Linked DNA regions of Pan troglodytes: region 2 is linked to region 1. Evidence: chromatin contacts called from public Hi-C data. All regions are on one chromosome and are shown on one strand. The core of a region is the stretch at or near the end of the contact, and the rest is flanking DNA. Distances in the headings are between cores, read along the strand shown. Region 1 overlaps CRADD (CASP2 and RIPK1 domain containing adaptor with death domain). Region 2 has its middle 46 kb from the start of PLXNC1.

Region 1 (2,612 bases), core at 33-2,532:
GCAAGGATCTGGAGCCCAATATGTGATCATAGTTGCCCTGAATATAAGAAGAGAACACTCATCACGGTCTTCAAGCATGCACCACCCTCACTAAAATATGAGAGTAAGAATAATTTTAGGCTTTTATTATTGAAGGGACAGTAAGAATAATTACACAGGGAATTCAGCTTACTATAAGGAATAATGTTCTATTCGAGACCAGCCTGGGCAACATGGCGAAACCAAATCTTTACTAAAAAATACAAAACTTAACCAGACGAGGGCCTGTGGTCCCAGGTACTGGGGAGGCTGAAGTGGGAGGATCGCTTAAGCCTAGGAGGTGGTGGTTGCAGTGAACTGAGTTGGCCCCACTGCACTCCGGCCTGGATGACAGAGCAAGACCCTGTCTCAAACAAACAAACAAAAAGAAATAGCATCCTAGTAATTACAGCTCTCCAGCAATGGTATAGACTGCTTCGAAAAGCAGAAATGTTATTAAAAGATCCCTAGAATCCCATAGAAAAATTGGCCTAAAAAACCTCTATATTGTAACTCCAAAATTCTGATTCCATTAACTTAGTAACACAGGGAATACTGGCATTATCGGAGTACTAGTTAAGTTACTATTACTCTATACGCCACATTAATTCATTAAATTTAATATTAGGTATGCAGGACAATTGTCATAGCAACATAAATTATTAGCATTACAAGTTCCTAAACAGAAATATGCATAATACTAAAACGAAACTATTTTAAAAGGCAGACATTTATTTTTAATTCTGCAGGATTTCTTTTCAAAAGTGAACTTTGGTGTAGCCTCTGGTCTGGGGCGGAAGATGAGAATGGGAGGGCAGCCTGACCCCCCTCCTGATAAGGAAGGACCCAGCGCATAACCTGTTCAGGATCTGGAGCCGCACGAACACCTGACTCGCCCCTTCAAAACAAGATCTGCGGAATGGCTCGGGACACAACAAGAAATTGCCGGCAACCTGTGACGGCTCATTTTTACCGACAGTGGGAGGCGGGCAGTCGGAAGGAATGCCCATTTCTCCGGTGTTCCTTCCCAGAAGCAAAAGAAAGTGTTTGTTTATGCAAGATTTACGTTTCACTCAGGTTTGGGTTGGGTTTGTTTTCCTGGAGATGGAGCTGAGTTTCCCTGGTTTTGCTGGAGTGAGGACAAGCTGATCGCTCCGTATTTACCTTTCACTTGGGCCAAATTGGACAAATGCAAATAAACAGGTCTTGCAGGCGCCCCCCGGCAGTCGGCGCCGCCTCCCCGCGCTGGGCTGGGCAGCCGGGGCCCGCAGAGGCAGCCGGCGCCCTAGGGCGGCTGGGGCCGCGCGCCTCCCTGCCCCGCTGCGCAGCCCGCGGGTGCCCGGCCAAGCGCTGGCTTATCTGCAGCTCCCACAGCGCCCCCGCACTCACCAGTTCCTAGAGCAGGGATTCCGAGAAAAAAGAAAGAGCCGGGTTCCCTAGAAACATTAAATTAACACAAGGGATCTGGAAACAAAACAGCAGATGCCTGAAAGCCTTCTCCTTGACGGCTTCCTGCCTTCTTGGAAAATCTTTGCATTAAAATAGATTGAATTACCCTGCTCTGCCAGATGCTGCTCGGGAACTTCATTTTGGGCTAACATGAAAGGAGAGTTTGACATCTTTTAAAGGATTTTTCTTTTCGAGGTGGTTTGAAGGGCGCCTTTGGGTTGCTGACATTAGCAAGGACCCAAGGCTGAGCTTTTTGCATTACAGTCGAGAACTTTCCATAACAATGGCTAGCAAATCAGATAACAAAGATCATGGCGTGTAGAGGAGACGCGGTGGAGCATAGAATGAGCACTAAGGGTTCAGAAGCAGAGGTTGCTGTCTCTGGGAAGAGCCTAGAAAGAGCACAGGCCAGCCGCCTCCTTTTACAGGAGAGAAAATGTCTTTTATTTCTAAGCCTACTTATTTTGACCATAGCTATGAGAACTATCTAATGGCATTTCCAGAGAGTCACAAACAAGCAGAAAGGCTTGTGAGTAGTATTTTATCAGCCTCTTTGTTCTAAAGCCCATGGTCTAACCTCCACCGATCCCTATCTACAAATTAATCAGACCATATAATTTGTAAATTCAAACCCAGATTAATAACCACACACCTTGAACAGTGGGTCTTCAGCACAGAGTGTATTCCACTTTCCTGTCATGTTAACTTTCATATTTAAAGAATTTTGGTAGCTGAGAACAAGATCCAAAGCTTCCTATGAGGTATCAGGATTTTACAGAGGAAATTGTTTTTACTGGAGTAGGATCTTCTTTGACATTTAACTTTTTTTCATGATAAACTTTAGGAAAAGACGCTATAATCCTTAGTCGCTAATTTATATGTGTCATGCTTTCTAGTAAACTGGAAAATAACCTACATTCTTAAAAGGATTCTATGCTTATCCCAAATTTAGGAGCACGAGATGGGGGAGAAGTATATTACAACAAGATACTCTAAACAAAAATAAAATTAAATATCCTTGCCTAAGCATGAAAGCAATAAAACTCATCTTAAAGCAATGCAGTCAGACAAAATCATTGCATCTGTAATAAGGGTAAGTACACAACTCTAGGAGTTAGCAGCCCTAAATATTTCTGTTCTAATGA
Region 2 (2,612 bases), core at 74-2,573, 360 kb before region 1:
AATTATGATTCCATTTTACCTTTGGGAAAACTGAGGCACAGAGAGCTAAGTTAACTAGCCCAAGGGCACATTCTGTCTGATCCAAAGCCAAGTTCTCACGAGTACATCTTACCATCTCCTTTGCTCCCCATGGTCCAGCTATGCCGAATGTCTTTAGTTCTCTGAATGACTTTAGTTCTCTGCTTCTTTATGGCTCTGAGCATTTGTCATGTGGTTCTCCTCTTTGAAATGACCATCTGTATCAGTTTCCTATGACTTCATAACACATTGCAAACATAACAGCTTAAAACACCCATTTATTAGTTCATAGTTCTGGAGGTCAGAAGCCTGAATGCAGCATGACTGGGTCCTCTCTTCAGGGTCCTACAGAGATAAAATCAAGGAGTCAGCTGGGACTAAGTCTCATACAGCTTGGGGATCCCTTCCAAACTCCCTGCTTATTGGCAGAGTTCAGTGCTCTTGCAGTGGTAGGACTGAAGGCTGGTTTCTCTGCAGGCTGTCAGGCAGGGGTCGTTCTGAGCTCCTAGAGTCAGCCTGCATTCTTTGCCACGTGGCCCCTTTCATCTGTAAAGCCAGCAAAGAAAATCTTGCCAATGATGAGTTCTTGCCGCTTGTCAAATCTCTTCTGCCAGGACAATCCAGTCCCTTTCAAAGGTTCACCTGGCTAGGTTAGGCCTACCCAGGATCATCTCCAGATCTTAAGATCAATTAATTTGGGAACTTTAATTACATCTGCAAATTCTCTTCACAGAAGCACCTAAATTGTTTGATTGAATAACTGGGCAAAGGTGTGTGTACACTGCGAGGGGGATGGGCTGAGAATCTTCAGGGGTCATCTTAGAATTCTGCCTAATCTTCAAAACTCAGCTCAAGGGTGACTTTCTTGATGTCTCTAGGCCAAGCTAGGTCCACCCCCTCTACCCCACAGCATCAAATACACACTCTTCTACTGGTCCATTTCCCCCCATCTGGGCTGTGAGATTCTTGAGATCAGAAACCAAGCCTTGGTCATCTTTGTGTGCCCAGCTCCCGGAATAGCACCCGACTCTATATTTGCTGCCTGAGAGCTCAGGATGTGCTCAAGCAAGCCCTCCAGACGAGAAGGGCATTTTCATTAGAATTGCATGCATCGCAGGTACAGGGCTGTTGACGGGACAGCAAGTGCTTCCGGGAGGTCCCAGGAAACGTCATCGGCACCCTACGCTCCAAAGTCTTTTAGCCGAGAACCATGGGCAGGCCAGCACGCCTTCTGAAAAGCCCAGTGAAACCAGCCAGCATCGCCGTGACGGTGAGGCAGATGGGCCACTAGGTGTCACTCAAGATTCAATAAAGAGAAACGCGGGTGCTTCGAAAGCCGTTTCCGCCCTTCTAGGGAAGGGAGCTGGTTAGACGGTCCCCACCCATTGTTTTTTGGTTCACGCTCCAAGCCTTCCGCGGCTCTTCATTTCCCTTCGCGGACAAGTCTGGGTCTAAAATAGGACCACAGAATCCGAAGCTATAAGGCTGGGGGCCACCCGACCGGCTAATTCAGCCTCCCGATTTTGTGGACCAGCAACCAGAGCCGGGAGCTTGCGCAGGGCGGGGAGCAGAGCCCCGCTTCAGCCCCTACGGGGGTCCGCGTGCTCCTGCCTACCCTCGAGCAGCAGTGAGGAGGCGTGGGCGGGTCCCGGCTCTCGGCCTGGGTGTCCAGGGTGTCCAGGGTGTCCTGGGTCGTCCCGGGGGCTGCACCGCGAGGTGTCCCTCAGGACCACTTCCAGATGCCCAGGCCGCATTCAGCTGATTCAGCGCCCGTGCTCCAGAACCCAAGACGAGGAAGGTGAAAAAGAAGGTCTCGTGGATCTGTTAGGACCTGACCTTTCTTCAGATCGTCTCAAACAATCGCTTCTTTCTTTGTATTTTAGGGCTGGGGAGTGGGGACGCACCTGGCTTCCTGACAGCATCTGCAATTGACCACAGTCCTTTCACTTGTGCCAGGGGGAGGTTCGGGGCTGAAGGGAGGGGGTCGCAAAATGCTCGTGCAAAGCACCTTCTTGGCAGGAGTTTGGTTTTTCTGCCCCCACCCTCCTACTTTCCCCGTGGAAGAAGTGGCTGTCCACGCGCGAGGTTCGAACAGGCTGCAAGACCAAGGCACCGCGCGTGCGGACTGATCTTCCTCACCCCCGGCAGAGGGCGCCCTTCTCCCGCTCCAGCGCCCCGCCGGGCGAGCCCCTCCAGCCGCGCCCTGAGCCCTGCCTCGTCCAGGCCGGGCCTCCAGCGCCAGGTGCCTGCAGCCCTACCCTGGGAGAATTACAAAGCTACTTCTGTCCGACCTTGGGCACAGCCTTTGAATGTCCCGTTCCTTTTGCTCCTAGCTGACTTACTGCTCATTTTTATTTTCCTAAGTGAATATTGAAACTTATTTGCATTTTATGGAGCTCCTGGTAACAGAGGGAGCTTACCTGGCAGGGTGAGAATCCCGCTAAGGAAGTTGGCTCAGGACGGAGGTTCTCGCCAGGGCTCACCCACAAAGGGAATAATCCTATCTATTAGACAAATAATTTCCTTTAAAGCTTGCAAAGCGGGGCGGACGCGGTCGCTCTTGCCTGTAATCCCAACACTTTGGGAGGCTGAGG

Evidence for each region. A called contact is a pair of places that touch in the nucleus more often than the background predicts.
Region 2: a contact with region 1 is called in a Hi-C map of stem cell-derived neural progenitor cells, with 3 times the contacts expected there. The contact joins two enhancer-like sites. A contact is called at or near these places in 1 of 7 Hi-C or Micro-C datasets (stem cell-derived neural progenitor cells) and 1 of 1 datasets of contacts at active chromatin or transcription factors (stem cell-derived excitatory neurons).

Annotation. Positions count from the first base shown.
Region 1 is chr10:100,574,806-100,577,417 of NHGRI_mPanTro3-v2.0_pri, reverse strand. All of the region lies in intron 2 of CRADD (CASP2 and RIPK1 domain containing adaptor with death domain), which reads right to left. Among named protein-coding and RNA genes, the nearest start is that of CRADD, 65 kb to the right of the region's middle. Within about 2 kb of position 1,282, at least 18 of the 24 cell types and tissues checked have an H3K27ac peak or open chromatin away from gene starts, as enhancers often do. A contact at or near this core is called in stem cell-derived neural progenitor cells, where this site is marked.
Region 2 is chr10:100,937,127-100,939,738 of NHGRI_mPanTro3-v2.0_pri, reverse strand. No RefSeq gene overlaps it. Among named protein-coding and RNA genes, the nearest start is that of PLXNC1, 46 kb to the left of the region's middle. Within about 2 kb of position 1,323, at least 11 of the 24 cell types and tissues checked have an H3K27ac peak or open chromatin away from gene starts, as enhancers often do. A contact at or near this core is called in stem cell-derived neural progenitor cells, where this site is marked.